6 separate regions of the Mus musculus genome follow, and all the other regions are linked to region 2. The links are chromatin contacts, called in public capture Hi-C maps. All regions are on one chromosome and are shown on one strand. Each heading gives the region's core, a stretch centred on a gene start, on an enhancer-like site or on the middle of the called end of the contact. The rest is flanking DNA. Distances are from core to core; before and after follow the strand shown. Region 1 overlaps Slc25a12 (solute carrier family 25 (mitochondrial carrier, Aralar), member 12). Region 2 overlaps Gorasp2 (golgi reassembly stacking protein 2). Region 3 overlaps Slc25a12 (solute carrier family 25 (mitochondrial carrier, Aralar), member 12). Region 4 overlaps Dync1i2 (dynein cytoplasmic 1 intermediate chain 2). Region 5 overlaps Dync1i2 (dynein cytoplasmic 1 intermediate chain 2). Region 6 has its middle 8.3 kb from the start of Myo3b.

Region 1 (4,450 bases), core at 613-3,112, 590 kb after region 2:
GGTAGGAATCGCCACGTTCCCTTCCCGGCCTTAACAACCTTTAGGCTTTTCATCTTTAAATAGGATGCAAGTATTTTCTCCTGTGACATCTGTTTAATGCACCACAGATTGCATGTGGCATCAAAGCATCGTGCGTGGTCTTGGTTGATCCTTGCCAACCACACTGTGGGGTGAGTGAGGGTCAAAAGCATCAAGCACTTGCCAGTCTGAGGTGCTAAGGGAGAGGCTGCAAGCCTCCTTTCAGACCTGCTCATGTGACAGTCAGTGTGGCAGTCATTACAACCTCAGTGAGAGCCGGCCAGGCATCCAGTTAAAGAGCAGCAGAGGAACCGATCATTCAGAGGCCACCCTTCCCCAACACACACATGCCACAGCTCCCTGGGGTCACCTGAGATGCTGCAGCAGCAGCAGGACACGGAAGATGGATTTCTCAAGCATAGGTTTTGTTCATAAAACAAAACAGACCTTGAGAGAGCAGCATGACCTTCCCCAGGGGGAAGGAATTCAATTTGGCCCAAATCTCACTGTCTCACCATCGCTAGGCAGATGGAGCTTGTGGCTCTGAGGGGCTCTGAGGGGCTCCATGAGAGAATGATGCCAGTATGTCCCTTGGATCAGCCCAGCACCCTGCTCAGAGGGAAGCAGGTGAGCTGCATGCCTCCTGGGACAGGTCTTCAAATGCTCTCAGTACCTGCTAGCGAAGCATGCCTGGTAATAATTAGAAAAACTCGCCTCTTTCTGAAAATAGGTCCAATGTCTATAAGCTGGTGTGACTTGGTAACTGTTTATGTGGTTCTGTTTGTTGCCCACTGGAAGCCTGGCCGTTATCCCCTTCCTAACAGTCTAATGAGGACAAGAAAGGAGCTGGGGAGGGTGGCGAGGCGGGGGGGGGGGGGGGGACTTGGTGCCAGGTTAAACCGGCATCACTGGCTGTTTTCATTCAACCAAGCTCACAAATGACGGAGGCCAAGGCATTTGCAGGACCCCAGACAAGGGCTCAAAGCCCTGTTTTCTTGTTTTTCTTTGTTGGTTTGTTTGCTTGTTTGTTTTTAAGTTGTCCTCTGTTGTCATAAACAAGAACAGTGTATTCATCTCAACACTGCCAGGACCCAGGGCTCCTAACACACCATACTTAGGACAAGTAGTAGAAGATAACTCAGTAATTAAGAGCCAAGCAGTGGGGTTGGAGAGATGCCTCAGTGGTTAAGAGCACTGGCTGCTCTTTCAGAGGACCCAAGTTTGATTCCTAGAATCCTCATGGCTTGCAACCATCTATAACTCCAGCCCCAGGGTATCTGATACCCAATTTTGGCCTCATTCAGCAACGGGTATGCACATGGTGTACATACATACATACATGCAGGCAAACATGAACATAAAAGTAAATAAATCTTTTGGTTTTTTGTGTTGTGAGACAAGGTAGCCCTGGCTGTCCTGGAACTAATCACTATATAGACCCGGCTGACCTCAAACTCACAGAGTTCTGCCTGTCTCTGCCTCCCACATGTAAATAAATCTAAAATAAACCCCAAGCAGGGACCAGAGTCTAGTCCTAGTCCTGAGTCTGTGAGTTTTGTGTGGGTTCGTTACTAGCTGTGAGGAAGCCTAATGAACCGTTTCCTTCTGCTGTCACTCCTCTGTGCTGCTGAATGTAAGGATGCCTGGTTGCTCCCTGTTGTTCCAAGTCAGTTCCCTGGTAACTCAGGAGTAAGGAAGGACAGGGACACACACGCATTCAACCCCTTTCACCCCAGCTACTGCTGAGTCAGTTCTTCCTGCCAGGCTGCTCCCCCTGGTAGACTCTCCTGGGCCTAATCTGGTGTCTTTTGCCTGAGCCTCTACTCCTATGTTGGCCGCACAGGGAAGGCAGGAAGGACGTAATGCAAGCCCCACCCTCCAGAAGCACTGAGCCTATCGCAGAGGGGGTAAGCAACTTAAGCATCCATTAACCAAACTGAACGCTGAGAAAGGAGTTGAGGGCTTCAGGGTGCTGCTTTGGTCTAACCTGTGGTGGCAAGAAGCGAGAGTTTCGTGAAGCTCAGCTTCTGAGCCAGAGTGGGAACGCACTACCCTACAGGACAATCCTAAGGGCAGGCAGAGACTGCTTATCAGCACTGGCCCAACAGAGCAGATCTAGCAAAGGACTTCTCCACCTTAGTTGGCTGTACCCAAGGTTTTAGGAGCCCAGGAGGCTAAGACACATGCTAATGATGGAAGCCCAATTTAGATGGGCAGATCTAATTTGGCTCCAAGTTGCTAAGCTGCATTAAGTTGTTTATCCACATTATGCAAATGTAATTAACGCTCATCAGAATCAGATCCCCACAAAGGAGAAAAGGCGGTTATATCCAGCTAAGTCGGATCCCAACAATAACTTCCAGAAATAAAGCTCCAAGTCAGAGGTTTGGTGCGTCTTGGCAGAATTCTTTTGGTTAAGAAGATCTGTGGTTACCTGCCAAGGCTCCCGCTGTCAGGAGATTGATGCCTCCCACGCGTCCGTTCTCATCAGCCAGGAGGAGTTTGCAGTGAGCGTACACGGGAAAATAGATTGCGGAGAAGGGAATGTCTCGGAGGAAACAGGCTTTGGCACCCTGTCACGCGGTGAGGAAACAGTGCAAAACAGAGTGTAAATATGGGAAGCGGGCAGGCATCAGTGACAGGCTCAGATGTCCTTCAAACAGCATTAGAAGTGATGTGAGGGGAATTGGGGTGGGATGGGGTAGGCAGAGCAAACATGTGGGGCAGGAAGCTTTCTAAAGGAAAATGGACATCCATCCAGGCTAACCCCGGGTGGCTGCAGCATTCTAACAACAAAGAACTTTCTAGCATTTCTAGAAATGCTATATTTAGGGTCTTAAAACTTAATGTGGCAGGGCTGGAGAGAGGAGCTGGGTTCAATCCCCAGCACCCACATGGTAGCTCACAACTATTTGTTAACTCCAGTTCCAAGGGGATTTGACACCCTCACACAGGCAGACATGCAGGCAAAACACCAATGCCCATAAAATAATGATAAATGGGATGGCAAGATGGCTCAGCGGTAAGAGCACTGAGGTCCTGAGTTCAAATCCCAGCAACCACATGGTGGCTCACAACCACCGTAATGAGATCTGATGCCCTCTTCTGGTGCATCTAAAGTCAGCTACAGTGTACTTATGTATAATAATAAATAAATCTTTGGGCTGGAGTGAGCAGGGACTGAGTGATCAGAGTTGGCGAGAGTGAGCAGGGTTGACTGGAGCAAGCAAAGGTCCTAAAAATTCAATTCCCAGCAACCACATGAAGGTTCACAACCATCTGTACAGCTACAGTGTGCTCACATACATTAAATAAATAAATAAATAAATAAATAAATAAATAAATAAATTTTTTAAAAAAAGACAAATAATTTAATAATTAACTTGTTTTCTGTTGTAATCACACATGAGATCTATCCTCTTAAGTGTTTTCAAGCAAAATACAACATTAACTCAGGATGCTCTACTGCCGGTCTCTGCAACTTGTCAATATGTAATTGGAACTTTCTGAATGTTAAGCAAGGCAGCATTTAGGATTCATAAGGGCTCTCGGATGTCCCAGGTTTGCATGACCTGCTCAGCTTTGCCGGGCGTGGGGGCAGGGAGCTTGAGTGGGGATCGGAGTGGCAGGGGAAACAGGGGAGGCATTCGATCAGATCCCAGTATAAATGACTTGATTCCCAAACCCCCCAAAACTAACAAATTACCAAGTCAACCTCAATCACGAGTTCCAAGCCTCGAGAGTTCCACGCCAGGCAGAAAGCCAGAGGCAATGGAGAAGGGAAACTGTTCTTGGGAAGGCAGAGAAAAAACCCAACCGTGTTCCCTGCTCATTCCATGCATGTTCCATTCAACACAGCCTGTCCTGGCCCTGGGGAGGGCCAGGAAGACCTTCCATACCATTGCCATCGACCCCTGTCGGCCCAGGTCTGAAGCTTTACCTCATCAGACACATGCTATACCCAAGCACTGGGTTCCTATAGCTCTGTTTTTATTACAACAACAAAAACACCGAAGGACTCTTAACAGGGTAATACAGATAGAACCAATATTTACAAATTCTGCTCTCCAAGGGAATCTCAACGGATGGCAGGGAGGGTGGGCGGGAGGAGCGAGCAGAGGCATTTGGTAAAGACAGACTCGGCTGGCAGCCGGGCTCTGGAGCGCCCTGTGGCTTACAGCTCTAATCTAGACATTCCTAATTTCTAATTTGCAGTTACAGAGGTAAATTTACACATTTCAGTAGTTATGGATCCATAAATAAATTCAATGCTGTGGAAACACAGTCCCCTATAGAGGTGAAATTTCTGTATTTTCCCTTCTACCAGGGAAAGGAACGGAAAGAAATACTCTCCTAGTTAAAGAAAAATACTGGCTTCTGCTCCATTACATCTGATCTGTAATGACGGTGGTAAGTATATCGGCAGGGGAGA
Region 2 (4,123 bases), core at 230-2,729:
ATGAACTGCGCATGTGCTCACACAGAACGATGGGCAGCACGGTGAGCTGTTAGTGTGTAGGTAGGCGCCTTCTCTCTGGTCCAGGGCCGTGGGAGCGTGTGTTGCTTGTGTAGCATTTGCTGCTTTCACAGCCTGATCCCTCAGACGAGGCAGAGCGCGTTCTGTGAGACTCAGTTGTCGCTCATCAGTGAACCCTGGTGTCGGAATTCTGAAGAGATCCTTTTGTCAGCGTGTGATGACCTGTCTCCTTCCCAGGGGAACGACTTACCTTGTGTTCTTTCTCGCCCTCTGCTCAGGTCTGATGCCTTTGTCAGCAGGGCTGCCTAGCCTCCCCAACCTCCCCAGCCTCTCCAACTTCAACCTCCCTGCTCCGCACATCATGCCAGGGGTCGGTTTGCCAGAGCTCGGGAGCCCGGGTATGTTGCATGCCTTACCCTCCTAAGACATTGCTAATAAAAACATGGATTCAGGAAAGCGAGGCCTCCCGTTCAGTCTTTTCCAGAAAGAGCATCTCAGCTAAACACATTTCAGCTACTTCTAATCAGTATCCATCTTTTATATGGAGAAGAAGAAAGAAGTCCATGACCCGGCCTTCTGCCTCCCTCCCTTTCTCTACACCCTGGTAGGTTTGGCCCCAGGCAGGCTACCATAGGATCAGTGGAGTTGCACTGTGCACTGAATTTGACAGTGTGGTACAGTCACCTAATAAAGATGCTTGAGTCCCCTCTCTTCACTTCCTGTTTAAGGATGCTACCCACAGGAAATGCTGGTGACTGCTCTGTGCAGTCCAGGCCTGGTATTTTTGTTTTTCTGAGATTGGAGGGGCAGGCGGAGTCTCACTGTAGCTGGCCTGGATTAACTTCCTGCCTCAGCCTCTCAAGTGCTAGGACCACAGCTCTGCACTCGGGCCAGCTAAGTGTTCTGGGGGTTGACAGATGGTTTTATAATAGTAACCCAGAGCACCAGCTGCCAGCAGGTGGCTCTCAGGTCATATGCCCAGGTGAAAAGGGAGCAGCAGTCCCCAAGCCTGCTCCTGCTGACGCTCCCTGTGACTGCCCATCATGACACTGCAGTGATCACTCCATACTGAATAGTGGTTGTCATTGTCACACTTCTGACAGGTTTGCATTTTTTACATCTTCAGTGCCAGGGCTGAAGAACAAGGGACCTAGAAAGCCCCAGCTGCACCGACCACACTCCCTGCTTCTTTTCCCTGGGGCCCATATTCTTGGTCCCTCTGTCTTTAAATGCAGCAAGCCTCTAAGGACAGGACAGCTTCTCCAGCCAGTGGTGTCCTGGACATACCCCGTACAATCCGCCTTCCCTTTGCTCTTTCCTCTCTGAAGATCTCCAGAATAACGCACCAAGAGCAGCACAGGCAGTGCGGGGCCTCCCCAGGTGCAGGGCGGCTCCCTTGAGGCAGTGCTGCTGCTCCTCCACAGCTCCTCCTCTTAGCTGACAAGAGGCGCCTTGCCTGGGCAGGATCCTCCTAGCTCACATCCAGCCAGCGCCCTTGAACGCCAGGGAGCACTGCTTCCCATGGCTCTGGAGGGAGCTGTTGTCGCATCGGCAGACTCCTGAGTGCAGGGCTGAGTACACGGAGCTTGGGCCTGGAAAGCTTTTGGCCCCAGCCTCCAGTTAGAGGTCAGCAAAGGTGGCAGTGAGCAAAGAGCTCTGCTTCGGCTGCAGGCTCTCAGGGGCAGGTAGAGGAGCTTGATGGCCGTGCTCTGGTTGCTGGGAGAATATGTGACCTCTGCTGTTTCTATCCTAGGTTTGCCACCTCTTCCCTCCTTGCCTCCCCGAAACTTACCTGGCATTGCACCTCTCCCCATGCTGTCCGACTTCCTCCCGTCATTCCCTTTGGTTCCAGAGGGCTCTTCTGCAGCCAGCGCAGGGGAGCCGCTGTCTTCCCTTCCTGCCATGGGCCCACCTTCTGACCCTGTCATGACTACTGCAAAGGCAGACGCCTCTTCCCTCACTGTGGATGTGACGTCTCCTGCTTCCAAGGTCCCCACCACTGTTGAGGACAGAGTCAGCGACTGCACCCCGGCCGTCGAGAAGCCTGTGTCTGATGCAGATGCTTCAGAGCCTTCTTAACTGGGAACCAATGTTCAGAACCGACGTGGTCTGTTTAGTTAACCACGGGGTCAGGTCTGGAATCGCAAACTACCATTGATTTCATACTAGTGTGTACCGTATCTGTAGGTGTCCTGTACATAATTCTAAGGGGAAACTACGCAAGAGGCTGAGGGCTTGCCTCCCACCACGTCGGGGGGTTACAGCCGAGGAGGGCAATCTGAGAATGTGCTTGTATTTTAAACAACCAAAAAAAGTTGTCATGGGTGGCTTGCTGCCAGGCATCTACTGCCGTTCTGGGAGGTTCATCTTTGGAAGAGAGATGGCGGGGTACCCACTGGGTTCCCTGTACCACTGCTATGCCTTGTGTAAGGAAATGAAATATTTTATGCCTAGTGCCCACATGCAACATTTCTTGTACTTTGTAAGTCGTTTGCAAGAACACAGACCACCTCACTAAACTGTACAAGGAAACAAGAATTTACTGTTGGTCTCTGTGAGTCGCATCTCTATTACGGTTTACACAAAACTCCCAGTTGCAGATGTTTTGTTCCGGTCCATGGCACACTATTAATTGAACATCTTTTTATTCTGCCTGTACACAGATCTTGTTTTGAACTCAGAATTATTCAGACACCATTTTGTAGCTGCTGCTGTTGCTTTAGATGCCTGTGGTAAGATGGCATTTAAAGAGAAAGAGAGGAGCTGCGCTCTGTAGCTACTTAACGGTATCGCGGCAATAAACTCCAGTCGCTTTACGGTCTCCTTGTGTTCTAAGTGGCGAGCGTGTACTTCATGTGTGCCTCACATCTCTCAGGTCAGCCTGTGGTGGGTGTGCTTTTCTAAGTTTCCAAGCGATGCTCCATCGAGTGGGACTGATGTCCTGGGTGACGGAAAAGCATCTGACAGCCCCCTTTGGAAGTAAGGTGGAAGCAGTTTGTTGACTGTTGACCTGGTACTAGCATAAAGATACCCACACCGCAGTGGTGGCCATTGCTGACTCTGCCAGAAACCCAGCCCCTCTCCCAGGATGCATTTATAGAGACACAGGCCTAAAGTCAGTGATGTAGAAATCTCCACAGTCCCAGCACTGGGCATCCCTGAAGCAGTCTGGCAGCTCATGAGCCAAATTGGCAAGTTCCACACTCAGTGAGAGACCTGCAAAAACAGGTGGTTTTTTCTCTCTCTCTCTCTCTCTCTCTCTCTCTCTCTCTCTCTCTCTCTCTCTCTCTCGTGAGAGTCTATGAAGCCCCAGGCTCTGGGGGAGAGAGCCTGGGGGGGTGGGGGGGTGATGGTCAGTGAACTCTACTTGAAGTGCAAAACTGAGTATTCTGTTCAGGAAATCATGAGTCTCTTAAGTGTTGGGGATTAATCCCAGGGCCATGAGCAAGCTGGGTAAATGCTTCCCCAGTGAGCTCCTTAGTTCCAGTCATTTGAGGGCAATGGTAGACCCTGTAGTGGGTTCCAGAAGCACAGATTTAAGACTGTGTCCTGGTCAGTATGCCACTCTCTTTGATAAGCCAAGAAGAAACCTTGTGGGGCCCCAATTTAAGTGCTATAGTCAACAATGGTGGAGCTATGTAACAGCCCCTGGTGGCAGGCGGGGGACACAGTCTTGTTGCTCAGGAAAGCCAGGGCAGTAATGATGTTGGATTGGGCTGGATTAACCTCAGAGATCCTTGAAGTACAGTGATTTAAACAATAAAGTTCATTTCTCCCATTTAGACAAGTTTCCAGCCAGCCAGTGGTGCTGGCAGTACACTTCAATCCTTTAGCTCCAGCACTTGGGAGGCAGAGGCAGGCTGAGTACTGTTTGTGGCCAGCCTGGTCTACAGAACGAGTACTAGGATAGCCAGAGCTACATAGAGAGATCCTGTCTGCTCCATCTGCATGTGTGTCCACCCACAAGGTCATGGCATGGTCTCAGATGACAGGTGGAAACCCAGCCACTATTAGCCAGAAGACAGGCGTTCTTACCCTTTTGAGATCATGGTAGAGAAGTTTGCAACACCATCATAACAAAATCTGCTGACGAGCCATGCAGCCA
Region 3 (4,507 bases), core at 699-3,198, 640 kb after region 2:
CTGAGTTCAATTCCCAGCAACCACATGGTGGCTCACAACCATCTGTAATGGGATCCGATGCCCTCTTCTGGTGGGTCTGAAGACAGTGACGGTGTACTCATATATAATAAATAAATAAATCTTTTTAAAAAAGAAAGAAACTATCAGAATCTTAAGTGCAAAACAGCCTCAAAGACTCAGAACCCTTCAAACAAACAAAATTCAATGGCTTCAACTTTTTTTTCTGACATTACCAAAAGGATATTTACTAAATTGTATTTGTTTATTTGTTTATTTATCTGTGTATTTATTTGTGGTATTGGGTATTGAACCTAGGGCCTTGAGCATGCTAGGTAAGCTTCCTGCTACTGCTGTCTGCTTTATGCTACCTGTAGCACTGCCCCCCCCCCCCCCACCTTCTTTTTTGAGACAGGGTCTGGGTTGCCTAGGCTGGGCCTGAACTTACTTTGAAGCCCAAGAAGGCTTCGAATTTACAATCCTCCTGCCTCAGCTGCCAAGTACCTGAGATTATAGGCTGACACTATCCGGCCTAGCATAATTTTGTTTGGCTTGGTTTTGTTATTTGAAATAGGGCCTCATACTGTCTGTCACCCAGTATGGCCTTGAACTCTTGGCAATCCTCCTCCTTCACAGCCTCATGGCCGGGATTACAGGCATGAGCTACCATACTAGGCTCACAAACTAGACTTATAATGCATATTTGAAAACAATCCTTATAGATAAAAACACCTCATTAAAGTGGGCTAACAATCAACCCTATGCCCCGCCAATGCTAAGCAAGCACTCCATCACGGAGCTGAACGAGCCCTGTAATAAAAACTTAAATGGGAAGTTCTTTCTTACTAACTTCCTAGCTGTCTCAGAACTTAGACGCTGTTCGAGCCATTAAGATAATGATCTAAATTAGTCATAGCAGGCTCTCAAATACAGAAGTAGCATTTTTCTCAAATTGTACTCGGACATTTTCTACTTCTCCCCAAATGTTCCCCCTGACAGCTCTGTGTATGGTTTCATGGTGACGTCATCCCCGTTGAGTAACCACTCCATCACACTTTCAGTCCTTTTTTTTTTTTTTGTAACACCCCAGGCTCAACTAAAGTGACTAGGGCTAATAAGACTGTGAACCTATCCAGCACCTCGTGAAATGTCATCTCCAATCTGTCCCTATTCTATTACTGTCGCCTGAAGCTGGCTCAGGAATGTCACAGAGACGATTTAGTGAACTACTGGAGACTTAATTTATAGTAGCCACTATTCTGCCCCTGGGATGTGTTAACAAAAACCAACGATGTAAAAGTCCTAGAACCAAGAAGCGTATTCCTGCACGAGGCAATGGCTCCATCAGCTGCTGCCCTTATCTTCCTGAGTCTTGCATGACCTGAGAGGGGAGACCACCATGAACCCTGAGCATCCCTGATCCATCTCTCTGTGTATCAAGTTTCCCACCCCAAGAAAATCCCATCTTCCAGTGGCACACAAGGATCTTTAGCCCTAAACAGCACTCTGTATTAGTACTATTTCTGAGGCCACAGTTCTGGCCCGGCGTGACTAGCACATCTTGGCAGCAAGATCATGACCCAGGAGGCTACACTAGGTTGGCACTACTGGAAGAAACAGGAAGTCCATTCATGTTTCTGACAGAGGAAAAACAATAGACCATTTTTTCACTTCCTGCAGAGAACATGGGCTTAGGGAAAAATGAGCTTTATAATTCCTTTGAAGGGGGAATTGGGGCCAGATAACAAAAGTAGCTTGCCATTATGTTCTCTTTGCTCAAAAGGAGAGGAGCGCGTGATTTGTCTGGAGAGCAGGTAAAGGTGAGAATGTGATAACGTAAAAATGCTTCCCCCCCCCCCCGAAAAAAAAAAAGTCTATTAGTCAGTTTAGCTGTACCAGTCACTTATGAAGACTGGACTAGGTGAAATACACATTGAAGCATATTATGTAAATATGTCTTAACAGAGGTTTCTGATTCCCCGGCAACCCCCACTGTGTCTCCCCATCTCATGCCCCCCCTTATCCCTCCCCTGGTTCTTAGGGACGCTTCCTGCAAGGTCTTCAGCACCTTTCTGCAGTACAAAATTACCTCTGACCGGGGCTGGCACTCTTCTCCAAGCCTGCCACCGTGCCCGCTCCGTGACTGAGCCTTGAAGGAGCTGCTGTACCAACGCTGTGGCCAGAGAACTCCTCCTGTAGGTATACAAGCCATCAGCCCCGTGACACAGCCCGCCTACCATCAGCCCAGCTTGACATCTGACTTCAAGGATTCCAGCAGGAGCCGCTGCTTCCAACTTAAAGGCTTGAGACGGAGCAGTCTTTATTGCCAAGGGAATTTTTTTTTTTCCTCAAACAGCTTGGTTTCACCTGCATAGTTCTTAGGGTGAAGTCAAGAATGGCCCTTTGGATACCTGGGGTAAGTGGTGACTATCCTTACAGTGTACAACGGAAAAGACAGGACAGTGACACGTGTGGATGTGCTTTTCAGTGCAGGAGAAATTGGGAGGAAAGAGGAGGAACAACTAGGAGCCCAGAAAAGAAAACAAACAGCAACAATGTAACAACAGAAAAGATCAACACCGGGAAGTGGTGGAGGAAGTCCCGACCAACCGGCCTCAGCATGCAGACTCCCTCAGCTTCCGCCTCTACTTCCCCTCTACTTCCAGGAAGGAATTAGTATCCTAGGTGAACTCCCCAGGCACTCTGTAGGGGAAGTGTTAACCCTTTACCTACCTCCAGAAGGGATTACTGTGTGATCAGTCAAATAGAGGAGTCCTGCTGCCAAATATACATAAAGGTTCATTTCTCAGGAAAGATGAGTTCATAGTTAAAGAACATCACAGAAGCTACAAGCCCTAACAGTCTACTATCACGTGGCATAACACCCTGCCAATACTCCCCTTTAATGTCAAACTCTAAGCTACTTTAGTAGCCTTGTGTATTTTATTCAAAATGGTCCTTTATGATGCCGGAAAGCAATACAAAGCATCTTAAATTTTCTTCCTGATTTAATCAAATACCCGTGTGCCTCTATTGCACACCAAATGATCATAGTCTATGGCCACTAGACTCTCACACTATCCACGTCTATAGTTATTCTCCACAGAGAAAAGGCACATGTACTACCATGTCCTGACACTTGGAATAACAACTGTTGTTATGGCTTCCCCTTAGAAGGGAGTCCACTTAAAAGGCAAGTGCAGAATACATTTTTTACTTGCTGTACCCTGTACAACCTGGACAACACAGTACTGTATCAAAGGCATTCCTGATTTAGAAGGCTTGTGCAGTATGGGTGTGTCCTTGGGAAAGCTCAGGGGGACCAGTTTCCGGTCCTAGGAAATCCATTGGAGTGCAATGTGCACAAGAGTTTAATAGAAATTCTAGAGCAGATAGCATGTTTTATATATGTTTATTAGTAAACAAGTAAGAGTTTCTTCTGATTATGTTCATTGATTTTAGAATCCAATCTGTGTTAGAGCAATAAATACCTTCTTTAAAAGTTTTTAAGATCAATGCAAGGCAACATATGACAGCAGGATGCAGTATTACCACTTGACAGGGATCAGGTTACCGCTACCTAATTCTACCCAGCAGGATACCAGGACACTAGTGGGTAACAGTGAGACACGGCACATGGACACTGTATCCAGCACATGCAACGGGCTCCACAAGGCTCAGGCCATCTGGCAGTAACAGAGATACAAGCCATTAAGTAATTACCCACAGCATGCATTAAAAGTTTATTAAAGATTATCAAAGAAAAAATATTAACTAAATCTTTATTTATTTATTTATTTATTTATTTATTTAAAAACGAAAGAAAAAAAAAAACAGAACTCCAGAATCCTTTCCTGAGCTTTCATTCTGAAATGTAAGTCCTCTCTGCAGAATGGAGGCCTGTCTGACAACAGCAACAAAAACGCCTTGTCTGGCACCCAAATCAAGGTTTGATGCTGTTATGTATATAAATATAAATAGTTGCTATGATGCTACAGCTTAAATATACAGCTTGATGTGCATAAAAAGCACATCTAAAACAAAAGGATGCAAAAAGAATGAACAAACACATAGATAACACCAACACTGTTGTCAAGAGTCCAAAGACCACAGCAACAGCAACGTGTGACTGGCCTGCACTCCGTTGCAGTTTGCATCCAATATGGCTCCTTACTTTCCCTCGTGTGCACAGAGAAAACTGTACCTTAAACAGCTCCAACTAGGAAATGCAAGGCCATTGGGTGCAAAGGGTTTAACTCTAGTTAAAGTGAATACCAAATTTCTTTTCCCTAAACATGTGTCTCAAAATATATAAGAATGATTCATTTTATTAAACGGATACAAACTGACCTTCATCACAGACCCACAAATCCTATAAAAAATACACTTCAAGTTGATTATTTCTTTACACAGAAAAGCTGGAGACTTGGGATAATCTTATTACATGGCATTGGCTGAACACAACAATTTTGATGCTTGTTTTCTCAAAGATGTAAATCAGATTCTTATC
Region 4 (4,413 bases), core at 1,336-3,835, 530 kb after region 2:
AATTGGAAGTTGACTGCTTTTTAAAGATGTTTGCTTTTTTAAAGTTATATATGCATTTTAAGACGGACTCTTGCTATGTAGGCTTGGCTAACTTGGGATTTGCCCTGTATACCAGGCTGTCCTTGACTCAGGAAGTCCTCTGCCCACTAACCTCTGGGATTATAGGCAAGATCTATTATTCCTGGCCTTTTTGATAATATTTTTGTGAAGACCCCTTGAATATATATAAACATGGATGCAGTAAGAATGATTTATAAAAAGAACTGTAATATTAAAAACAAAGTTCATCCTAACAGTTAATTGCATAGGCTGCTCTTCCACAGGACCAGTTTTGATTCCCAGCACCCACATGGCATGGCAGGCAGTTCACAATGCTGGCAGCTCCAGGCTGGGGATCCAGCTTCCTCTTTTAGCCTCCATGGGTACCAGGCAAGCATGTGGTGTACACACATACATGCAAGCAAAACACTATACACATAAGTGAAATAAAAATAAAACTTTAAAAATAAGATATATATGTATATATACATTATGTATGTATGTATATATATATATATATATGTATATATATATATATATATATATATGTAGAAGTGTTTCATATCATACTTTAACTTGAGGTTTTGACTTAAAATTTTAGACTGATCAGAAGAAGGAAGCTGCTGTTTCTGTACAAGAAGAGTCTGATCTTGAAAAAAAAAGAAGAGAAGCTGAGGCATTGCTTCAAAGCATGGGACTAACTACGGACTCCCCTATTGGTAAGGACCTAACTGTATCTTTTCATGGGAAACAGGCATATATTCTGTTGAGCTCAGACATATCCAAGCTCAGTGCATTGGTTTGATATCTTTTGCATATTTTATTTGTCTCAAAAGCATTACCATTTGCTTGAAACTCCTTTTTTCCCCCCAGATATATCAGTACAGAGTTATTTTATTTGTTTGGGAAATCAAGATTAATACCTACTAACACATACCAAGCTACCAATTTAATTTTCTTACTTAAATAAATAACTTACTATGCACCACACTATGCTAAACTTAAAGATGAGTATTTCCTAACCTAATTCTATATTCCTTTTTGTAGGCCAGGAAAAGGTGTACTAAGACAAAATCCTCAAAACAAAGGAGAAGGAGAGAAATGTATAGCATTCTCGCAGTTCCAGAAAGCACATAATTTCACCTGGTCTTGGTCTTTTTCCTGTGTTATTCATCTTGATAGTTATATTAGACCAATATGCTGCATAGAAGAGATACTGAGATCTAGTTACATACTTGAAAGCATTTCATGCTTATTTAAATAATATAGTTCTGTGTTAGGTGCTGCTACAGAGAATGTGTTTTAGTGTGGCATTTTATCCTTTGGGGACCTGACCTTTCAAGGTTATTTTTGAGCTAATATCTTTGTGTGTGTGTTTGTGTGTGATGGCATATTGGTGTGTGTCCAGGTAGGTGCCACGCATGAAGAAGCCAGAAGACAACTTTGAGTGATATTCTTTGGGTGCTACCTTCCTTCCTGACTTAGGGCTCTCAGAGTAGACTAGGCTGCTACCCAGTGAATGTAAGGGTCCACCAGTCTCCATCTCCTTGGCTGGGATTACACATGTGCACCACCATAGCTGGTTCTGGGGCTAGAACTCAGGTCCTCATAACTTGTGCAGTGAGCACTTTCTGAGCAGAGCTGTCTCCTTAGCAATGTTTCATCTTGTTGAGGTTTTTTGTTTTGGGTTTTGAATTTGGCTGTTGAGACAGGGTTTTCTGCCCAGTCTGACCTTGAAATCATAATCCTCTTGCCTTGGCCTTCTGAGTGCTGGGATTATAGGTGTGTACCATTGTACCTAGGGTGCAGGCTAATTTTATCTATCCTAGGGGATGTACACCAGAGGCAGTAACTACAATGTGCCTTAGTGTAAACTGATCATTATTTCTAAAAGGTTTTGAGATGAAAAGGCTAGTTTTTCTCAACATCTGCTTCATTGTTACACCTTCCTGCTCATAGTTTTTCTTTATTGCTAGAATTTGAAGACTGTAGCCCATTAATTTTTATGTCTTTAATAATCCTGTGCTATATATTTTGATTTTAAAAACAAATTAACTCGATTACTTTTCTTATTATCCTAGTAACTGAAGCACATCACTTGTCAGTTGTACAGGTCTGGAGAGGGTCTTGTTTTCTTATTTTCTGTGCCATTGGGGTGTGGATTTCTTCTATGAATCTTCCCCCCCCCCTCCAGTCCCACCCTGACTTCCATTGCACTAATTTACTTGCTCATATGTCTTAATTCCTAGCCCACTTCTGCTGTTTCTTGAAAGATCATTCTTTAGTGAGAGGGCCTGCCCTCTTCCTCCATTTCTATTTCTTCTCCTACAGGAGAATTTGTAATATTTAGTTTTACAGCTTTTAAAGAAAAATCTTACTCAACCAACTCATTAATTCAAAAAGTATTGAGTATTTTGATAAGCCAGGCTGGGGGATGGGCTTCTGAGTATAGACAAGTGCCCTGCAGAGTTCCTGTAGGGAGCTGGATTATCATGGTGATGTCAGAGTGAGACTGAGCTTTAGATCTGGTGCTCAGGAAGAGCTTTGAAAGAACAGGAAGATCAGAAGCAGCCCAGCATGCTAAGGCTGAGAGTGGGGGCAGTCCAGGTGGAGGGAACAGTGAGGGTAAAGCTAGCCTTGGCTGGGCTCCTGTGGTTGCAGTGTAAAAAGCCAGAGAGAGGCAAAGAGCAGAAGTGGGTAGAGGCCGGTGATACAAGATCTTGGGCAGGACAGAAAACAACAAAACAACAACAGCAACAAAAAACCTTTATTAGTCTTTAAAGAGGCAGACAAAACAAAAACAGTCTTTCCCAAGATAACCATTATTAGCTTAGGAAAGTAGATGCACTTCCCTTTACAGAAACTTAGGCTATAGAATCTAAACATAAGGCTATATCTAGCATAAGTCAAGGAACTTCATTCATATTCAGGTCTTTCTCCAGGAACCAGTGTTGTATTATTTCCATTTAGCAGAATCTGATCTAATTTGGTAGTCCTTTCTTCTGCTATAGCTTCAAACCGAGTTGTCTTCAGTGTCATAGTGACAAAGCCTTCAGATCCTGGAAGTATACAACAATTCCATTTCACTCCACCTACGGGAATTCCTGATCCACATTCATTGCATTGTCCACAAGCTTCAGTGGCAGGAGCTGCAAAGAAATAGTGATAGCTTCGGCACCATAACTGTTCTGAGTCTGGAAGGGTTGCTTAAGGATTTCAAGCAAAGGCTTTCTTTTTCTTTTTTCTTTTTTTTTTTTTCTTTTTTTTTTGAGACAGGGTTTCTCTGTATAGCCCTGGCTGTTCTGGAACTCACTTTGTAGACCAGGCCGGCCTCGAACTCAGAAATCCACCTGCCTCAGCCTCCCGAGTGCTGGGATTAAAGGGGTGTGCCACCATGCCCAGCTAAAGGCTTTCTTACTCCTCTTTGGGGCTGGGTGGGATGGTGGCAGACAGGTGGCTACAGGAAAACCTTGGGACGTCAGTTCTTTCCTTCTCCCTACATGGGGACAGAAGTCGGCCCTCCAGGCTTGCACAGCGCTCATCCTTCCTCACCAAGCTCTCTCCCTAGTCCTTCTGTAGGCCATTGTTGTTCCAGTGTAAACTGGAGAGAAAAGGGGAGACAATGAAAGGAAAAACTATTGCTAGTCTTCAAACCATTAGTTTGGTTTTTTTGCTGAAGTAAACTGACAGTGTAAATAGCTATGCTTTTTTTTTCTTTCTAATGAAAATGTATTTCATGAATATGAGTGGTTACTGAAAGATTTTAACTTTTTTTTTGGTTTTTTCCAGACAGGGTTTCTCTGTATAGCCCTGGCTGTCCTGGAACTCACTCTGTAGACCAGGCTGGCCTCGAACTCAGAAATCTGCCCACCTCTGCTTCCCAAGTGCTGGGATTAAAGGCGTGCGCCACCACTGCCCAGCTTAACTTTTTTTAATATTTATTTTTCTTTTACATGTGTGAGTGTTTTACCCGCTTCTATGTATGTGCACCAGGTGCAGCCTGCTCTCTGTAGAGGTCAGAAAAGGGAGTCAGCCACCATGTTGGTGCTGGGAACCAATCTGGGATCTTCTGAGGCCTAGTTAGAGATAGTATTGCTGTGATAAAGGAAACACCATGACAAAAGCAGTTTGGGAAGGAAAGGGTTTATTAAAGCCTTATGTTTCACAGCACTGTTCAGTTGAAGGAACTCAAAGAGGGCAGGGACCTGGAGACAGGAGCTGTTGCATATGCCATGGAGGGGTGCTGCTCACTAGCTTGCTCCCAAAGCTTGCTCAGCCTGTTTTGTAGCACCAGGACCACCAGCCCACAGGGAGCCGCACCCATAATGGGATGGGCCCTTCTTCATGAATCACTAATGAAGAAAATGCTGTGCA
Region 5 (4,289 bases), core at 4-2,503, 550 kb after region 2:
TCCATTTGATTTGAAGGTATAAGAAGATAGATTTAGGGCTGGAGAGATGACTTAGCAGTTAAGAATACTATCTGCTCTTCCAGAGGTCTTGAGTTCAATTCCCTGCAACCACGTGTTGGCTCACAACCATCTGTAATGGGATCTGATGCCCTCTTCTGGCACTCAGGTATATGTGCACATAGAGCACTCATAAAATAAATAATCTTTAAAAAAAAAAGCAGCAGAAGAAAATAGATTCACAGGGGGTGGGCAAGATGGCTCAGTGGGTAATGACACTTTTGCTGCCAACCCTGATGACTGGCTTTGATCTCCAAGACCCACATTGCGAACTTACCTCCGTAAGTTATTCTCTGACATTCACATGTCCACGTGACACACATGGGCCCAGGCATGTGCCTACACACATACATACACATATTAGATAGGTAGGTAGATGGATGGATTAGATAGGTAGGTGGATGGATGGATGGATGGACAGACAGATAGATTTTTAAGGTTATTTAAAAAATATTAGGGGAAAGTCATTCCTGTCTGGTCTGGACTTTTAAACTAATGATTGGGAAATTCCCACTGCTAATAAATGTTTATAGGGATACTTATAAATTGAATAATTTTTATGAGCCACAAATGCCCTGGTTTAAGTTAGGAATTCATCATGAGATATTAAATCATCTTAAAAGGGTTCATACCAATATAAGAAGACTAGCAATGAACTGTTACCAGCATTAATATTTCCCGAATAGCAATGCACTCAAGATGGGATCTATTAACTGTATGCTGGAAATTATAAGGGATTTATAAGTGACAGTGTTTGTTTATTATGGACTTTCTAAGATCTTGCATATTACTGTTTAAACACAGATATTGTAGAATTAGTCAAAAGTGTACTTTATGGCTTCTTAAACGCACCTTAAGTATGAATGGCATGTAAATAAGAGAACCCGTTCAGAAGCCATCTTCCTTCAGGTGGGCAGAAGCCACCCATTTCACAGATGATTTAACCGATTAACCCACCGCTTTGCTGATTGTTCTAGCAACTGGAATTTCACTCCTTGCTGTTGTCTGTAGTGCAGCTTAATTTACACAACAGTTTTCTTTTATTCTCACCAAAATGCATCACAATTTGGGTGTTAACTCAAAGTAAAAATCCAGGGGTTCATTAGATTTAGTTCACATGCATTTCACAAGAGATGGGCGTTCTAAAGCCGCTGCCACTTCTCTGTGCTCTTTCCTGCTCAGCTGAAACCTCAGCTTCCCCCTCAAGGCAAGCACGGAGTTAATCACTTAGCACGGAGCAATGAATATTCATCAGTAAAGTGATGTGGCTGGCAGTCTTCCTGATCCCTTACCTTCTTCCAGTTTTAAGTATGTTATAGCTTACCATGTAACAGGGAGTGTCGGAGGCAAGCTTTACAACTGTGGTGTTGAAATCTGGGGCTTCATTAGTGGTCCTATGATAGCATGGTTGTAAAAATACTTATTAAGAAGGGCATATTGACTCAGAGAAACAATCTTGTACTTGACATACATATATGTGTGCATGTGTGTAGTAAATAACCTATTATACATGTATGTGTATAGATACACACACATAGTAGGTAATTACTGAAAATATCCTTTATAGTGAAAATAGTCTATTTTTGTAGAGTTTTTTTAGAGCAGCCTAATGTTTGCTTTTATATTCTTGGATAATTACTTAAATGGCCTTTCTGAAACTTGGTTTAAGTATTAATTACAGTTTTTAAGTCCATGGTTAATCATTATAGAAAAGGATATCAGTTTATTGATTCTAAAATGGAATTCTAAGGGTTGTGTTTAAGGAATTGCTGTTAACCATCCACCTGTGTTGGCAAATGTTGTGTAGCAAACATACACAGATCAGCGGCTAACACACTATCCACATTAATGTTTCAGAAGGAAAGAATGTCTGTATGAAATCTTTCCTGTTAAATATGCACATTATGCAGTCACTTAGCACTAAAATATGCTGACTATATATATACATATATATATATATATATACATACATATATATATGCATTACAACAGGAGTTTGACCCCCATCTTTGGGAATGGTAAGTAGGAGTGGGGTAGTACAGCCAAGTAGAGGGAGGAGACAATATGGGCTGGAGTCTGTCATTTATAAGTCACCATGCTCGAGAAGGACTTGTGCTGGATCTAGGGAGACTTTATATCCTTAGTTTTAGAATTTACATACAGTGAACCTGGTAGTTAATAGAATTAGGAAAGCTGATGGTATTAGCAAAAGCTGAGGTATGTTTTTTTCTCATACTAAATGTAAAAAGAAAAGAAAGGAGAAAGAAACCCACAGTGGTATGAGAGCAACACTCATGTTAAGTTATTCTAGAACTCAGCTTATAAATAAATGTAATTAAATTATTTCATTTCGGTATCCCTGAAGATTTTTCTCTGGCAGAGTTGCATCCTAATGTTGGAACAGTACAAGATAGAGTCACCATCAGACACACTGTTTTCAGATTAATAATCCTTTGTGTATGAGAATTCATCTAAGAAGGAGTAGTGTCTTTCTGTTTCTCTATGTGATTATTTTGCCCCAAAAAAGCTTTCATTTTTTTAAGTAGCACAAAAGCTGTAATTGGCATGCTTTGTAAGGAAGTGTCAGTGTGCAAGAGAGTGGCGATCACTAAGAATTCTTTTACGTGTTCTTTCCCCTTTGCGCCACCGCCTCCTCAGCAGGGTCACTGAGATCACTAGCTTTTCTTGAAATGGCCATTTTCACTGGCAGGTGCATTATACCCTGTATTTTCAGATTGTTTTTCCATTCTGAATGTTTGGCAGGTTGATTGCTCTGGCTGCATTGACGGAGAAAGGGCTGACAAATGCGGTTGGGCTGGCTGAAAAGACAGTGATTACTGTTTTCCTTTGTGGCTGATTGAGGCCCTTGAAAGGAAAAATTTTAACCTTCACCATTTGGTTCAAAAGTATGAGCATATATTGAAATCACTCGTGCCATTTATCCCAGTTCTGTAAACTTGTCAGACGTAAAAATCGCTCAATTTCAAGTAATGTAGGATTGGCATACGTCATTATCATTCTGATTAAGTTGGAGGTTGTATCATTGTGTGCGTTATACAGTGTCATTTAAAGCTTTCTCTGCACAGGTACAGTTATATTTTTATTGCTTAGACTATAGAGTTGGAAAGGTTTTCTTAGCTCTCTAAATCTAACACTGTGTGTGGTTTGGCAGCTGGTGTGGCCTACAAGCTGCATTTTGTTTGCAGGGTAAAGGCTTGTCTGTAGCCTCCTGGAGTGTGGGTAATTGCACAGGCTCACCATTGGGGAGAGACACAGGATTGGAAGCAGTCAAGCGGAAGAATGTTATGCCATCCCCTTGCCACCTTGCAGCAGAAAGACACAAGCCCAGCAGTGCCATCTGGTTGCTGCTATCTAGTCAGCTGGCCTGACTGCTGGGACCGTGACTTGGCAGCTGGTCCCATCCTTGACCGTTCTTTTGTGTAGGTTGTATGTGTGTGTGTGTGTTAGATCATTTTGTACATGGGTCAGGGAAATGACTATAACAGACAAGGAAAGCCCCTTTCTGAATAGGCTTTCATTACTGGAGATGGACTCTGTTGCAGATGCCTGCTGCCATTCCCTGATACACAACTAAGATGTATGTGGGCAAGAAAAATACATGCTTCCCCCGTCCCCCCTTTTTATGATTTCTACCTTAGTTTGTAGCAAAAAGAGATGGTAGACAGGATTATATAACCTATATGTCCTGTAACATTTTTAAATAAATTATTTCAAGTTTATACTAGTTTGGGGATTCATGAGATTTGATAATTTTTAAAAGTCTTATAAACATTGTATATCTTCATTTATTTTTATTAAAATTAAAGAAAACTGTGTTAAGTGCTTATTGCACATCACACAGTGATAGATAATGAGACTCGCATTTAAAATGACAGAATAGAAAATGTGATCTCAAAGCTATTATCTTTAGAATCTGCCTCTCAAATAGCAACCTGAGAGTTAATGTAAGCATCGTTATGTCCCAGGAAGACCCATCAGACACTGATGGTTTCAGATCACAAGGAAGCATCCAGCTCTGTGGGCTGTTTTAGACATTTGATTTTCTTCATTCTGCCGCATTAATGTGTCAGCATGCTCCACAGAACTGTGGAGGAGTCGCATGTTGTTCTGTCTAGAATAGTAATGCTTGTAAGCTCAGACTCCATGAGGAGCTCATCCTTCTTATAGCTCACTCGTGCTTCACATGGCTACAGAATAGGATAACCCTTGAT
Region 6 (4,376 bases), core at 709-3,208, 660 kb before region 2:
AATTATCTCTTACATGCCTGCACTTTTCAAATGAGAGACAGGGAGTAGAGGTGGGGAGGAACTAGGAGGAGTAGAGGGAGCGAAAACTAAAACCAGGATATATTATTGTATGAGACAATGATCTATTTTCTTTTTTTTTTTTCATTTTTTATTAGGTATTTAGCTCATTTACATTTCCAATGCTATACCAAAAGTCCCCCATACCCACCCACCCCCACTCCCCTACCCACCCACTCCCCCTTTTTGGCCCTGGCGTTCCCCTGTACTGGGGCATACAAAGTTTGCGTGTCCAATGGGCCTCTCTTTCCAGTGATGGCCGATTAGGCCATCTCTATTTTCAATAAAAGGAAATAATGACAAAAAAAAAAAAAAAAGAAAAGAAAAGAAAAGACAGGACAAGAGGGCCTATTTTTATTGCTGGAATAAGAGAAAGCCCAAATTTATATTAAAGGAACATACAGTATCCCAGGAAATCAGGCCTTTAGCAGCCATCTTACTGCTACTGCTGGGAAGAGACACTGTGACCAAGGTAACTTAGAAAAGAAAGTATTTAACTGGGGGCTCGCTTATAGTTTCAGAGAGAGTCCATGACCATCACTGTGGGAGCATGGTGATAGGCAGGCATGGCACAGGAGCAGTAGCCACGAATTTACATCCTTATCCACATGTAGGAGGCAGAGAAAAGACTGATTGGGAATAGCATAGACTTTTGAAACCTCAAAGCCCACCCCCAGTGATATGCATCCTACACCACCACCATCTCTTGTTCTTCCTAAACTCCTCCATCACTTGGAAGCCAAGCATTCAAAAACATGAGCCCCTGGGGACCATTCTCACCCAAACCACCACAACAGTTAACTTAAACATTATTCTTGAAAAATTGTCTGACTATAAAGTTTTCAGGGCCCACAGACCATGAAGATCTTCGGCTTTTCACAGCATAAAAAGCCAGACAAGCTAGGCATGGTGGCTCACGCCTTTAATCCCAGTACTCAGAAGGCAGAGGCAGGCAGATTTCTGAGTTCGAGCCAGCCTGCTCTACAAAGTGAGTTCCAGGACAGCTAGGGCTATACAGAGAAACCCTGTCTCGAAAAACCAAAACCAACCAACCAAACAAACAAACAAAAAACCCAAAAAAACAGAAACGTGTACCGCGATAGACCCCTGTGGTTGACACTTACACAACTTGATAACTAGAGTCATCAGAAATACTGTGTTGGGCATCTTACATCTTTTGACTACCACAGGTCACCCCAACATATGTAATGGCCACAGAGGCCAAGATCCAGAGAAATCTTACCTTTCACAAATGCAGATGTGCCAAAAATCAAACCCAGAGCTTTCGGCAAGCTAGGTTAGTACCCTGTTGTGGATGGCCCTGGTGTTGTCTGGAAAGAGGAAAGTCACATACCTAATGAATAAAGGAATCAACCACTGGATGAGTAGGCGGGACTTCTGGGTTGGACAGAGGAAGAGAGGAAGCTGGAGAGAGATAGGGGCTTTTTTGGATGGGGATAACGAGAGGACAAGATGTAGCTACTAAAGTTTCCTGTTTCAATGGCGGATCTGCCAGGATTTGCCACCGGAGGATTTAGATTTAATATGGCTTACAAGATTAAGATTCTAGTTGTTGTGCCCAGTGATTGAGTTATCGTTGATTCTGAATTAAGTTTGTGTAGTGTTTTCCTTCATGCAGCGGTTTGACTGGGTTTCAGAGAGAAAGGTATGGGTGGCAAAGTGTGGGTTTGCCTGATGTTCACCACAAAGGCCATGGGAGTTTTGAAGCATGGAGCTGGCGTGGTAGCGACCTGCGCCAGTAGGAACTTTGTGAGCTGGGTGGAGAGATTTTGGAGCTTCGAGTAAGAGAGTCTCCACGAGATAGCCATTGCCCGCCAGTGCATGGCCTGCCAGCCCACTGGGGCAGAGAATAGCTGGGTATATCGTGAGAACTGGTGGCACACGCCTTTAACCCCAGTGGTGTCCCTATACGGAGCTACTCTCTGCCTGCGGTTCCACCACCTCTAGGTTAGCTTCTGTGTGAAGGTCTTCCCAACTTCGGTTCACCTGCCTCAGAGCTGCCTGCATCTTCTCAGCCATTCACTCACTGTCGTTGGCGGTCCCAAATTACAGTAACCCAGTAAATCAAAACTCTAGAAGCTTAAAATTAATGTCAGACTTATATATCAATAAATTCTCAATTCACAAGATGCCCATACAATAATTTCAGAGCCAATTGACAATAATACAAGCTGCCCACCTAGATTAGACAAGTTATCCCAATTATTCTATCCCTATATGATATTATGTCTACCTGTGGCTATTTAAAGTCACTTGGAATCTGAATCGTCCGGTTCATCCTCCATTTTCCTCCTCCTTTTCCTGTGTCGCTTCCTGTCTCTGGACCTTTTAGCCCTGCCTTCCTCTTCCCTGTCCAATCACAGGCTTCTTTTTGTATTAATATTTAAATTAATTGTACAGGAAAAATTCCACTACAGAACCCTACCAGTGAGCTAGCATCCCCAGACAGGGTCAACATTTTTACATGCACACACAATGGTAAGGTACTTTTATGTATTCAATTTTGAGGGGAAAAAAAACATGAATTAGAACTCTCTAAAAGTCTTTATATAATCTTCGTCTCCAGTATGCTAACGATTCAAAGATGAAAAACAACAGTTATTTTATTAAAATTAGTAAAATATTAAAATAAAGTAAAATAAAAATAATTAAAAATGTAAAATAAAATTAAAATATAAACATAAAATTTTTACTAAAATGATGACAACCCACTGTGAAGGGAGGCACAAGAAGGAATTATTTGACAGATGAGAACAGCACACAATAGGGACAGCTACAGGGAAACCTTGCACAGGGAAACCTTGAGTGCAGGCCAACTTCCACAGCCAGCAGCTGTATTTTGAAGTCTTCTTTTAGATCACTGCCCTCCTCTAAAAATGCACTCCTTTTCTTTGAGGAGCTGCTTCTTTAAAAGTTCTTTTGATTTGATATAGGCTCTGTTGTTGGGGGAGGGTGTGGAACCCCATCCCACGTGCTCACGTGTAGGTTTGGAGCCAACAGTACAGATACCAGAGCAGCACCCATTTGCCTGAAAGTCCTTTTGCCTGACAATGCACAGAAATATTCTGAGCCAGTCTGTAACTTCACTGGCTGTTCCAGGCACATGCTGCTTGGATTCATTAAGAGGCCCTAGGATTCTGCTGGAAGGAGTCCAGGGGTCGACAAATGATTCATTTATCAATGGAAATTTTCATCATTCATGTGTCCCATGTCACTCTGCTTCTCTGATGTTGCCATTTGGGAAAGCAGCAGTTGAGGCTGGAGGGGTTGGGCTTCCAGAAGTTCCACATTTAGGATTTGGGGACCTTCAGGTTTTAGGGAGCTTGCCCTTTCAGGATTTTGGAGTTCATTGTTGGGTCTTGGGATTGTGACACTAGTGTGTTACACCAGTCCCACTTCCATCTGGGTGAGGAGATGTACTCCAGAGACACTTTCTATGCATTCTCTGGGGGTGTTCCCTCACTACTCGTCGTAAGAGGGAAAGGAGAAAGCAAGTGTGCACTGAGAATGCTACATGTCTGTCAAAAGTCATGTGGGAAATATGGAGGGCAGGGGGAGTCCCCAAAACACACTGGGTGAGAGAATAAAATGCATAAAATCGACAATAGAAACCAGCTATAGACACTTAAAATTTGTGTACAAAAAAAAAAAGACTACATAAATTAGAGAAATAGGTTCATATCCAAGGGTAATCGTGAGGATATTCTCTAAGTACCAATATTGACAGACAAAGCGAATGGGGGTTTGTAGGCTTATATTTTTCAAAACCTTCCTTAATAAGTGTACTTAAATGCTTTAACTTCTCTTCTAGCCCACCACACCAGAGGTAGTAGAAAGGAAAGGTTAATAGGGCAAAGGAGGATGTAAACCTGTTTAGAAAGAGTTCTTTGGATGAATCCAATCTATACTGTCAGGATATCAGCAGCTCAGTGCACACAAATCAGCAGTGGTAGCAGAATCCATTCTCAAACACCATTCACGAATCAGCAATGGCAGGTAGATCCAGAAGAAACCATGAGGCTCGGCCAATCGGCCTGGGTCCACAGAAGCAGCAAGAAGCTGCCAGAACACCACCAGAAGTCTTTATTTTATTTTATTTTATTTATTTTATTTTTGAGTTTTCCAGACAGGGTTTTTCTGTGTAGACCTGGCTGTCCTGGAACTCACTGTAGACCAGGCTGGCCTCAAACTCAGAAATCCGCCTGCCTCTGCCTCCCAAGTGCTGGGATTAAAGGCGTGTGCTACCACGCCCAGCGAGAAGTCTTTTTGTATGTTTCTCTCTATAGAGTCATGACAAA

What was found. Capture Hi-C pulls out chosen DNA fragments and counts their contacts.
Region 1: a capture Hi-C map of embryonic stem cells shows a contact between it and region 2, with 4 times the contacts expected there. The contact joins two enhancer-like sites. A contact is called at or near these places in 1 of 15 datasets of contacts at CTCF or cohesin (large pre-B cells), 2 of 115 datasets of contacts at active chromatin or transcription factors (both in embryonic stem cells) and 1 of 9 other capture datasets (embryonic stem cells).
Region 3: a contact with region 2 is called in a capture Hi-C map of embryonic stem cells, with 2.4 times the contacts expected there. The contact joins two enhancer-like sites. A contact is called at or near these places in 1 of 484 Hi-C or Micro-C datasets (embryonic stem cells), 2 of 115 datasets of contacts at active chromatin or transcription factors (bone marrow-derived macrophages and embryonic stem cells) and 1 of 9 other capture datasets (embryonic stem cells).
Region 4: a contact with region 2 is called in a capture Hi-C map of embryonic stem cells, with 4 times the contacts expected there. The contact joins two enhancer-like sites. A contact is called at or near these places in 1 of 39 promoter capture datasets (liver), 4 of 484 Hi-C or Micro-C datasets (Sertoli cells, embryonic stem cells, liver and 1 more), 8 of 115 datasets of contacts at active chromatin or transcription factors (the 230-238 cell line, bone marrow-derived macrophages, embryonic stem cells and 4 more) and 3 of 9 other capture datasets (adipose tissue, embryonic stem cells and liver).
Region 5: a capture Hi-C map of embryonic stem cells shows a contact between it and region 2, with 4 times the contacts expected there. The contact joins two enhancer-like sites. A contact is called at or near these places in 1 of 15 datasets of contacts at CTCF or cohesin (pro-B cells), 13 of 484 Hi-C or Micro-C datasets (the Ba/F3 cell line, the HPC-7 cell line, the N1E-115 cell line and 7 more), 3 of 115 datasets of contacts at active chromatin or transcription factors (T-cell acute lymphoblastic leukemia, embryonic stem cells and memory CD8 T cells) and 2 of 9 other capture datasets (adipose tissue and embryonic stem cells).
Region 6: a contact with region 2 is called in a capture Hi-C map of embryonic stem cells, with 5 times the contacts expected there. The contact joins two enhancer-like sites. A contact is called at or near these places in 1 of 115 datasets of contacts at active chromatin or transcription factors (embryonic stem cells) and 2 of 9 other capture datasets (embryonic stem cells and liver).

Annotation. Positions count from the first base shown.
Region 1 is chr2:71,277,064-71,281,513 of GRCm38.p6, forward strand. Slc25a12 (solute carrier family 25 (mitochondrial carrier, Aralar), member 12) reads right to left here. Exons shown (of 18, transcript NM_172436.4): 15 at 2,453-2,591. Among named protein-coding and RNA genes, the nearest start is that of Dync1i2, 67 kb to the left of the region's middle. Within about 2 kb of position 1,863, at least 13 of the 459 cell types and tissues checked have an H3K27ac peak or open chromatin away from gene starts, as enhancers often do. A contact at or near this core is called in embryonic stem cells, where this site is marked.
Region 2 is chr2:70,688,887-70,693,009 of GRCm38.p6, forward strand. It overlaps Gorasp2 (golgi reassembly stacking protein 2), which reads left to right. Exons shown (of 10, transcript NM_027352.4): 9 at 297-416; 10 at 1,772-2,839. The coding sequence ends at 2,097. Among named protein-coding and RNA genes, the nearest start is that of Gm38528, 13 kb to the right of the region's middle. Within about 2 kb of position 1,480, at least 41 of the 459 cell types and tissues checked have an H3K27ac peak or open chromatin away from gene starts, as enhancers often do. A contact at or near this core is called in embryonic stem cells, where this site is marked.
Region 3 is chr2:71,326,348-71,330,854 of GRCm38.p6, forward strand. All of the region lies in intron 4 of Slc25a12 (solute carrier family 25 (mitochondrial carrier, Aralar), member 12), which reads right to left. Among named protein-coding and RNA genes, the nearest start is that of Slc25a12, 39 kb to the right of the region's middle. Within about 2 kb of position 1,949, at least 73 of the 459 cell types and tissues checked have an H3K27ac peak or open chromatin away from gene starts, as enhancers often do. A contact at or near this core is called in embryonic stem cells, where this site is marked.
Region 4 is chr2:71,218,661-71,223,073 of GRCm38.p6, forward strand. Dync1i2 (dynein cytoplasmic 1 intermediate chain 2) reads left to right here. Exons shown (of 16, transcript NM_010064.4): 3 at 641-758. Among named protein-coding and RNA genes, the nearest start is that of Dync1i2, 8.9 kb to the left of the region's middle. Within about 2 kb of position 2,586, at least 11 of the 459 cell types and tissues checked have an H3K27ac peak or open chromatin away from gene starts, as enhancers often do. A contact at or near this core is called in embryonic stem cells, where this site is marked.
Region 5 is chr2:71,242,213-71,246,501 of GRCm38.p6, forward strand. All of the region lies in intron 5 of Dync1i2 (dynein cytoplasmic 1 intermediate chain 2), which reads left to right. Among named protein-coding and RNA genes, the nearest start is that of Dync1i2, 32 kb to the left of the region's middle. Within about 2 kb of position 1,254, at least 8 of the 459 cell types and tissues checked have an H3K27ac peak or open chromatin away from gene starts, as enhancers often do. A contact at or near this core is called in embryonic stem cells, where this site is marked.
Region 6 is chr2:70,028,648-70,033,023 of GRCm38.p6, forward strand. No RefSeq gene overlaps it. Among named protein-coding and RNA genes, the nearest start is that of Myo3b, 8.3 kb to the right of the region's middle. Within about 2 kb of position 1,959, at least 2 of the 459 cell types and tissues checked have an H3K27ac peak or open chromatin away from gene starts, as enhancers often do. A contact at or near this core is called in embryonic stem cells, where this site is marked.